2 separate regions of the Mus musculus genome follow, and region 2 is linked to region 1. A link is a contact called in public promoter capture Hi-C data. All regions are on one chromosome and are shown on one strand. Each heading gives the region's core, a stretch centred on a gene start, on an enhancer-like site or on the middle of the called end of the contact. The rest is flanking DNA. Distances are from core to core; before and after follow the strand shown.

Region 1 (5,195 bases), core at 1,148-3,647:
GATTTCTGGAGGGGGAGAGCGATCAGCTATTCACTATTCCTCATGTCCCTCTCCGTCCCTGACCTGCCCATGGAAGGATTAGGTAGCATCCTTTCTCCTCTCCCCCAAGCTGAGGACAAGAACAGAGCATCCCTGCCAGATGGATATACCCTCTTGATTGACAGTCTAGGAGACACATAGACCCCTCCCTGGCCCCAGTGCCTTCCGGGTTGATGGGGGATGGGTGGCAGTGTGGGCAGCAGTCAGGTTCCTTGGGTCTGTCCTGAGGAGCCCCACATAGAGACCACGGGCAGCTTGCCATTCTCCTGGCCCCTTCCTACATCCTGCTCAGCCAAGACACTAAGACTGTAAGCCGGTAGCATCCCACCCTCTCTCCCAGAAAGTGCCAGGCACTGACAGTCTCTTTCCAAACTATGTCTTGGTGCAAGCTCCATGTGGGACCAAGCAAGGTCCTTCTTTCTGTCTGTTTGGCCTCTCCCCTATCTTCCAGAGGCAGCAGACATTTGAGCCTGGCTTTGTGCATCCTCCCCAGGGCCTGCCTCCTCCCACAGGTGAGTTTCAAGTGCAGACAGGCTGCTAGCTCTTGAGGCCCCTGAGGTACATCTCAAGACCTTCCCCAGAGTCATTCAGTCCCCTAGGTTCTGAATCCACCCCATTTGTCTTCCTGTGCATATTTGGTACCTAGGCCCCCAAGGGTGGTGGCTTTTCCACACCATTGTGGGTCCCACCAGCCCTTCTTTAATGCTGCCTCCTACCTGAGAAAGACCAGGGCAGTGGTGGAGGAGGTGAATAGGGGCTCTACTACTCCCGCAGACCCTGGAGGCGCAGCTGTGATGCTGGCGGCACTGAGCCTGCTGTCAGCTCACAGTCTTGACCAAGCTTAATTTGATACTCCTGTTTAGAGAGGGAAGGAAATCAGAAATTGGAGCCAGAGCTGAGTCCAGCGAATCTGATCAGTCCGGCAGCCTGGGAGGGCTTTTCCTAACAAACAGGGAGGGAGTGGGAGGTCCAGGGGGGCATTCGTGCTGCAAATTCAGATCCTAGCCCTGCCCTGAGAGTCAGGGGCAAGGGGTGGAGAGAGCAGTCACCTCTCTAGCTGAAGATTACCAAGCCCACTTCTCCAGCCCAAGGCTGCAGAGGACAGGCGCAGTTAGGCAAGGTCTCCCCAAATCACGATCATTCATTTCCTTTTTCTGCTTAAAAGCAGATGTGGCCGTGCCAGGGAGCAGCAGGCCAGGTCAGTGGGAGATGATGCCGGTGAGTAAAGAGGTCTGGGCATGGGATGGGAGTGGGGGAGGGGGCACAAGGCAGGGTGCCTGCTCTGACCTTCACTAAAACACAAGAGACCTTACAGGACTCAGCAGCAGTCCCTGTCCTCCACACATGCTGTCCCCTAAATCCACCCTGGAGCAGGGAGCATCCACCCCAGAGCCCAAGACTTAGCCGCCACTTGCTGTGCAGGAACCCTGTTCCTTCCAGGATGGACCTTATGTTTAGGGCAGTTCCTATCTACCTGCTTCTGGTTCTAAGACAAGCCACCATAGCATCCCCAAACCTCCACTTCTGTCTTATCTCTCTTTGCTCACTTTCCACGTATTGCTGTGACTTCTGCTACAGACCCTGTGCAGTATCACAGTCTTCCGGTCACAGTCATGTGACCACTACACATCACCCCACACTCACGCCCACATGCAATTGCTACGCTGATTGCAGTTTCATACACCCACTCACAGAGAATCAGCCATACCTCCACAGCCACAAACATGACACGGCCGTCCTCACACATATACACATCCAAACATTCATTGACTATACATACTATCACACATGGACATACACAATAACACACTCATTCTAGCCCACACATGTACATACACACTTGCGCGTGCATACACACACACACACACATGTGCGCGCGCACGCTCCCACTCATGCTCCCTAAGGTGAGTTCCTGGAGAACTTAAGCAACCTCTGACCCTTCTCCAGGTTTCCAGGCAACTACATGGAATTTGGTGAGAAATGAAGAAACTGAGCCGCCAAGATCTGTTGGTTCGATGGAAAACTACGGTTATCCAAACGCTGCGCCTGAGCAGAGGCTGGAGAGGGCGGAACGAGGCTGTGGGAATGGAAGCATCTGTGGGCGTTCCTCTCTCTTGAAAGAGCAGCCAGTTGCGCACATCGGAAAGAAATGTGTGTCTCTTCCCTGATCAGCCTTTGCAGAAGAGGTGGCCATGAGGCTTAGCAAGATAGGGTGGGCTCTGTGGCTCACTGTGGCCGTACAGTGGGTGTCTGTTGTCACTGAGAGTGGTTGCCATGGCTCCTGACACACTGATAGTCACACAGGGGCCACCCGTCTTTGGCTCCAGGCCCCAAGTCAAATGCAGCTCTCACTCAGGCCTCCCAGACCACTGGAGTCCCTGCGGAGCCAGCTGCTGGGACTCTGTCTGCAGAAGCAAGAGAGTGAGTATACTTCTAAAAGTCTCTCACTGAGCCAGACGCACTGTTTACATCCTAAGCCTACCCTCTGCATTTCCAGGAAGAAATACACTCTCTTCTCTGCCTTAAGACAGGCACTCCTCTTGGCTTATCTTTTGTTTTTTTGTTCCTGGAAAATATTTTGCTCCCATAGGAAAAGCCAAGTGGGAGCGTGGCCTCTGGGCAAGGGGATATGAGTGTGTATGTGCTCTGGGGCAGGCTGCCTCCAGCCAACCGGGATAGCAGTGACTGACAGGAAGCCATCCCTGATGCTGGGCCTTCTTAATGTGCAAGGAGGTTGAGAGCCTGGTTTTGTGCTAGTCTCTCTCTCTCTCTCTCTCTCTTTCTCTCCCTCCTCCCCCCTCCCGGTCCAAGTTTCATGTAGTGCTGGCTGGCCTTGAATTCCTGTGTAATCAAAATTGGAACTTGTCTCTAGCTCTCAACTGGGATTACAGGTTTGAGTCACCATACCCACCAAATACCTATGAATTTTTAAAAATGTATTTTGCCGAGGTGTGTGCACCTGCATGCTTGCACATGTGTTTCTGTATGTTTATGTATGCCCCTGTGTGTATACAGGTGTGCTTGCCCATGGCAGGTGTCTTCCTTTATTGCTCCTCCTCACCCTAGTTTCTGAGGCAGGGTCTCTCACTGAACACAGAGCTCCCTATTTAGCCAGGTTGGTTTCCAAGAAGCCCCCAGGATTCTCCTGTCTCAGTCACTCACCCCCAATCCCAGGATGGGGTTACAGGCAGGAGTCACTGCACCTAGACTTTATGCGGATCTAGAGATATGAACTCATATCCTCAGAGGCAGACACCTTACCCACCAAGCCAGCGCCCTGGCCCTCTGTCTCTAATTTTAAACACTGGCCTGAAATTTAAATGGGACAGGGACACCAGTAGGCCAGTGTGGATCAGACCGTATTCTCTCAGATATTGTAGGACCGCAGAGTGAGTCAGCCACAAAATTAAGAATCCCTGAAAGGAAGCTGTCTTCATACATTGACTAATAAAATGCCAATGTCTGTGAAGAGTTTGGACCATTGCTGATCTGGTAGTGCAGTTGTAATTTCTCGCTGGCTATCTTTAGCCCTTTAAAAAGACATTCCTTGCCCACCTTTGTGTCAAACCTAACATCCTGATAGACAGATAAAAACCCTTGGAACACATTAACTTCACAAAACACCATTTGCTAACAGAAGCGCTAAAGATGCTATAGTAGAGATTCCTCACCCCCCCCCAGTACTGTCCACCACCAGTGTATTTTAAAATGCCTTGATTTATAACTTTTATTGTTCTGTTGCTACAAAAACTGCTCCCATGTTGGACCATGGAAAGTGGGGTGACCTAGCTCCATGTTCCTGGGCCATGATGACTCGAATTTGTCTCAAGAATGTTTTATCAGACCCCAGGATAGAGACTGGTACCCTATTGGGGAGTGGCTCAGATAGAGGCAAGATGAGGGCTAAGGTGCTCTCTTTCTAACCTTCCCCAGGTCAGCCTGGCTGAGGAAAAAGGAATCTGTAATGTAGGCCCCAAAAGAATAAAAGCTCTGGGCAACCCTAGGTGGTGAGGACGGTGAGACTGACCATAGAAGGCAGAAGGGAAGGCCAAAGAATGGCCACGTTCTGGCAAGGAGGCTTTCAGAATGTGGAGAGAGACTGATGGGGAGAGACCAGAGATTCTAAGCAGGCTGCAGATGTGAGGGGATGTGGTGTCCTTCAGAACAGCCCCGGCTCTAACTGGATGGGGAGGAGACAGCTCATGTGCAAGCGATAGATGAACCCACAGAGCTAACAGACAGAGCTCTGTGGGATGCAGAGGGAGAGGGCTCCTGGTGTGGCTGGTGGCTCCAGGAAACCCTTTCCTGTGCCTGGGAAGCTCACTGGGGCCCTGTGGGAGGAAGAGGAGGCTGTTTGGAGGCCTGCAGATCCTAAGGCTTTTGTGGGCATTCTCTGCTCAGGAACAGGATGAAAGTCTGAAACCCCGGGGGTGGGGGTGGGGCCTGTGTGATGCAGGGAGGGCACCCGGATGTGAAGCTGCCGACAGGGTGAAGAAGAAAAGATCGTCAAAGCAACTTCAAGCAGCCTCGTGCCAGGTGACCAGAGAGCTGGTATCGATCCATTCACTCAGCAACCTGTCTAGACACCAGCCAGGTCTCCACCCTCCCAGAAAGCACATAAGGGGAGGGGTGCTCCCCACAGCCCAGAGCATCCCCAGGCCAGGGCCATACCTCTGTCTCCTTCCCCTTCTCCCATGGTCCAGTGATCAGCCTGAGTGTGAGTGAAACGGCATCACTGAAGACCCTCAGCTCAGAGGGAACAGCCTTTGCTTTGTGACTCTCTGATATCTCTTTTGACCAAACAGCAAAGTCTGGGACCTGGAGATGCCCTAAACCCAGGCACCCGATAGACTTGTTCCAGACAACCATGCCTAACAGATATCATCGCTCCACCTGCCCCATTCCTCACCATCCACACAGCAACATCCACAGTACCTGACTTCAGATGTTATCTTCACTTCAATTACTGCACTTGACATCTACAATATCTTACTAGAAAGCCAGGCTCCCTTAGATGAAGGATCTTAAAGTCTGGGCAGAAATGTCAGCAGCTGACCTAAGATAAATTGGGGTCCCCAGTGTTCCCACAAACTTTTGAGAAGTAAGAGGGGACATGTCAGCCGGTGACCTGGATTCTGATCGCAGTATGACTGCCT
Region 2 (5,046 bases), core at 1,971-4,470, 820 kb before region 1:
CAATTCTGTCTCTACCTTCTGAAGCTAGGGTTGCAGCTGGCCTACTGCAGTCAGCTGGCATTTCCGAGAGTTCTGGGAATCTGAACTCTGCTTCCCAAGCTCTTGAGACAAGCTCTTTGACCACTGCGCCACCTCCCCAGCCCCTCCACCTGTGCTGTGACCGTCACAGGTCGGATGTGGGATTTTTCCACTTGTGGTACCCTGTTGACATCACAGGCTTCTGACTGGAGATATTTCAGAGTTTTGGCTCAGAGAGGGTCAACCCACACAGAGCTGCCCAGAACTCTTCAGGGACTTGCAGAGCTCCAGTCTCATCTGGAAGGTAGGTACAGGAGCTGGCCGGGCTGCATCTCTCTCCTCTCCCAGCCCACTGCTCACTAACTCTGAACACGCGGGGCCACACCGTGTGGCTTGGTCTTTCCCTTTGTGCATACTGCCTGTGCCTGCTCGGCATGGAATGTCGTCCCTTGCACAATAGGCGTGGAAGATGGAGGTGCTACCTCCACTGTGTGCACAGGGAACACGGACAGAGCAGAAGCTAGGGGGTCTGTCTGAGAGAACAGAGCAGGGTTTGGAAATGCTGTGTAGATGGAGCTGATTTCTAAGCAGAGTAAGGTTGAACAGAGATGGCAAAGAACAAGGAACAACAGGGCCCCAGCAGGATCCATAGAGGTGGGAGCCGGGCCCCATGCTTGCTGCTGAGAGCTCATGGAAGAGAAGCTGGACCAAGGCTCTGCCCCAATCATAGACTCTGAGCCTCCAGGACTGTGAGCTACATAAGCCTTCCCCTCCCCATCTCTCACTCTCATTTGTATGCACGTGTGTGTGGGCCAGAAGTCGCTTCAGGGGATACTGATGGCTTAGAGGGTGCACTGTGAGGGTTCGGGCAGCATGGGGCTTGGGGAATCTTTGTTCCCCACTGCCAGTCTACAAGGGCCTACATCATGTAGCCCCTGGATGCGATCACCACACTCCTCCTCCTTTTTAAGATTTATTTTTTACTTATGTGCATGTGTGCACCTGTATGAGTTTATGTGCACCATGTTATGAGCCCATGGAAGCCAGAAGATGCCCTAACACTGGAGTTATAGGGGGTTGTGAGCCGTCTTATACTGGGAACTTAATCCAGGTCCTTTGCAAAAGCAGCCATTACTGCTGGACTATCTCTCCAGTCCCCCGACACCTTTCCTCCTTTCACCCTATCTCTGTCACTTGCCTTCTCCTTCTTCCCATCCTTGCCTCAGATGGCTCTTGACATACGAAGCTTGCTCTAAACTCCATGACCTGTACCCTCATCTGTTTTCCTCTGCGGAGAGTACTCACCTGCCCCTCAGATCTCTGCATCTTGTCACAGAAGTCTCAGTTCAAAGGTCATTCCGTCCTTCTTGAATATTAGCTCCAAATCACAGACCGACCTATGGACCCCCCTCCAGCACCCTCACCGCACCCTCCTTTGTTATCTTCCTGGTACATTCCCTGTATTCAAGGACCCTTTACACGCCCTCCCAAAGGCAGGTAGGAAGCCAGAGAGCCATGGAAGCTCCACACTGAGGGTGAAGAACGTGAGAAGTCTAAAGAAGAAAAGCAAAGAAGGCCTAGTCTTGTGTTTTTGTGTAAAGGGTGAGAAGTGGAGATGAGATTAAGCCCTGAGTGACAGACAAGTCATTGTCACTTTAGAAGCTTGGCACATCTTCAAGATGAAAAAAGGGATGTGTGAGACACTTTCAGGACGACTCCACTGTGTCCAGATGGTCTCTCTCTCCCATCCCCAGCTGTTTAAGACCGTGACCGGGTCTGATTTGCCTTTGTGCCTTCCCTGTGTGGAGCACAAGGCATGATATCAAGCCTATTTATGAGATGCTGAAACATTTTGACACATACAAGCTGATCAATTCCCCTAAATTCTGAAATACCTTGCCTGTGGGTCCTTTGCATCCTGCATTGTTGATTCACAAAGTTCAGTGCTCAGAACACCCTCTCTGCTGATTGATCAGTGAGTACGAGATGATTACTTGTTTCTTTGCCCCAATCAGGTCCAAACTCTATACTTGCAATTCCAAATTTCACCACTAGGTGCCAGGCAAACACAAACTTTAACAAACAGGTCAGGTTTCTTGAGACTTCTAGCCAGGCCTTTAATTCCCACATTAGGGAGGTAGAGGCAGGAAGACTTCTATGAGTTCGAGACTAATTTGGTCTACAGTGTGAGTTTCAGGACAGCCAGGGCTATACAGTGAAATCCTGTCTTGAAAAACAAAACAAAAAGCAACAAAAAAGAGAACTTGTAATGAAAATACACCCTAAATTGAAACAAGACACATACATATAGATATATATTTAAAACTTATCATATTGAAATAAATTAAAAGTATGATAATACCCACAGTTGGACAGAGTTGGAGAAACATGCCGCATTCGTGCTCTGTTGGTGGGAATGTAAATGAGAGCGGCCTCCCAGAGGGCAATTTGGCAACGCACATCAAAAGCCTTCAACATGTGCAAACCCTTTGGTGCAACAATCCAACTTATAGACATTTATTGTATGGAGATAATCACAGAAATAAGCCTTTACTTACTCCCAGGATGTTGAGTGTAAGGATGAAAAATTGTCCATATAAATGGCATAACTTAGAGACTGGCTATATAAAATGATACATGTGATCAGATACTATGTAGCCATTACATCTTGTAACAGTTTTTAATGATGTGGGAGTGTCTCATGATATTTCAAGTGAGAGAGAGAAGTGTGTTCCTAGAGGCTTGGTTTTTTTTTTTATAGTGGAAGTATGCGAACAAAGCTGCGTATAAAAATGTTAAAAGAACATGAAAATAGTGAGCTATTGTCTGTGGATGGTAGGAGGAGGATTGCTTTTCCCCCTTTGGTTGCCTTTTTCTACTTTCCTAATGTTTTACAATAGACACGACCATGCATTTATTGCAACAGTAAGGTCCTATTAACAAGCCCTTGGGGGCATGAAGGACAGACAGCCTCTGTTCAGGAAGGGCATGGAGACAGTGACCCCAGAGCCCCGTCAGCTCTGACCCCCTTGAGTCCATACATAACCTGCCTCACAGATGTGGGTGGCCCCTGTTGCCCCTGTCCCTTAGCCACTCCATGGGCCGCACATGTGGACTTCATTTCATCTAGGGGTGTGGGGGCAGGGAGAGGCGGAGTGAACGCAGACAGCACAGGCCGGGGATCCCAGCACAGCCCTTCGCTCCAGCTTGCCTGTTCTTTCTTCCCCTAGGAACTGCTGAGAGCCTGGTTCAATGGGAAAAAGAAAATCGCTCCCCTACCCCACCCCGACCCTGGAGTTTGCCAACAAAGTAAACACTGCTTCTAAGATTCCCTCAAACAGAAACACCAACACTAAGCTGCAGCAGCGAAACAGCTGTTCCTAAAACCGATCGGTCTCAACGCTGGGTTTCTGTCCAAATGCTTGGCTGTACGCTGAGCAGATTAGAAGGGTTTCCTCATTTATTTCTTCATTACATTTCTTATTACACCATCCTATCTATCTATCTATCTATCTATCTATCTATCTATCTATCTATCTATCTATCATCTATCTATCTATCCATCCATCTATCATCTATCTATCTATCTATCTATCCATCCATCCATCTATTATCTATCTATCTATCCATCTATTATCTATCTATCTATCTATCTATCTATCTATCTATCTATCATCTATCCATCCATCTATCATCTATCTATCTATCTATCTATCTATCTATCTATCTATCTATCTATCATCTATCTATCCATCCATCTATCATCTCTATCTATCTATCTATCTATCTATCTATCTATCTATCTATCTATCTATCATCTATCTATCCATCTATCTATCACCTATCTATCTATCTATCTACCTACCTATCTACCTATCTATCATCTATCTATCCATCCATCTATCATCTATCTATCTATCTATCTATCTATCTATCAATCATCTATCTATCCATCCATCATCTATCTATCTATCTATCTATCTATCTATCTATCTATCTATCTATCTATCGTGACTGTCCATATGTATATGTGTGCAGGCGTGCACACCACGGTGTGTATATGGTGTGTACTCCAGCTTTGTGGGGTCGGCTCTCTCATTCCACCTTTTACATAGAATTCCAGGAGTCAGGTTTGCATGGAAAGTGCCTTTACCCACTGAGCTATCTTTCTGGTCCTTCCTTCCATTCTAAAAAACAATTATGTATCTAAATCATTTTTTGACATTTATTTTAAGTATATGAGAGTTTTGTGTGTTTGTATGTGTGGGTGCCTGATGCCCGTGGAGGTCAGAAGTGGAGAATGGAGCCTCTGGAACTGGCGTTACATGATCACAAGCCACCATGGACACACGGGGAACCAAACCTGGGCCGCCAGAAGAACAAGTGCTCTTAACTGCTGAGCCATTGCTTTAGAACATTTTTTATTTGTTTTTGAGATGGGGTTTCATGTAGCCCAGGCTGACCTCAGCCTCAATATGTAGCTAAAGATGACTTTGAACTCCGAACCCTCCTGCCTCTACTTCCCAAGTGTTGGTATTACAGCTGTAGACCAGTGCTCCAGGTTTGTGGGGTGTGAGGGGCCCCAAGATGTATGCATGCTATGTGAGCAGTCCACCCACTGAGCTCTATCCTCATCATGAAAGTTTTATCTTGGAGGCTTCAAAGATGGCTCAGTAGGCAAAGTACTTGCTGGGCAAGCATGAAGACCTGAATTGGGGTCTCCAGCACCCAAGTAAAAGCCAGACACGGTGGCATGGACTTACAATGTCAGCACTGGGCGCCCAGAGGGTGGGGGAAGGGACAAACAGATACCTGGAGTTTCCTGGCCGGACAATCCAGCCAAAATGATGAGCTCTAGTTTCAGTGAGAGACCCTGCTTCAAAAAATATGTTTCTTTCTTCCTGTCTCTTTCTCTTTCTCTCTCTTTCTCTCCCTCTTCCTCCTCCTCCTCTTTCTTTCTCTCTCTTCCTTTCCTTTCCTTTCCTTCCTTCCTTCCTTCCTTCCTTCCTTCCTTCCTTTCTTCTTTCC

What was found. Promoter capture Hi-C pulls out the DNA fragments that hold promoters and counts their contacts.
Region 2: a promoter capture Hi-C map of embryonic stem cells shows a contact between it and region 1, with 3 times the contacts expected there. The contact joins two enhancer-like sites. A contact is called at or near these places in 7 of 39 promoter capture datasets (the HPC-7 cell line, cranial neural crest, embryonic stem cells and 3 more) and 1 of 9 other capture datasets (embryonic stem cells).

The regions. Positions count from the first base shown.
Region 1 is chr11:50,714,768-50,719,962 of GRCm38.p6, reverse strand. The region is part of intron 3 of Adamts2 (a disintegrin-like and metallopeptidase (reprolysin type) with thrombospondin type 1 motif, 2); the gene reads right to left. Among named protein-coding and RNA genes, the nearest start is that of Gm39819, 19 kb to the right of the region's middle. Within about 2 kb of position 2,397, at least 30 of the 459 cell types and tissues checked have an H3K27ac peak or open chromatin away from gene starts, as enhancers often do.
Region 2 is chr11:51,531,530-51,536,575 of GRCm38.p6, reverse strand. All of the region lies in intron 5 of Col23a1 (collagen, type XXIII, alpha 1), which reads right to left. Among named protein-coding and RNA genes, the nearest start is that of Phykpl, 51 kb to the left of the region's middle. Within about 2 kb of position 3,220, at least 9 of the 459 cell types and tissues checked have an H3K27ac peak or open chromatin away from gene starts, as enhancers often do.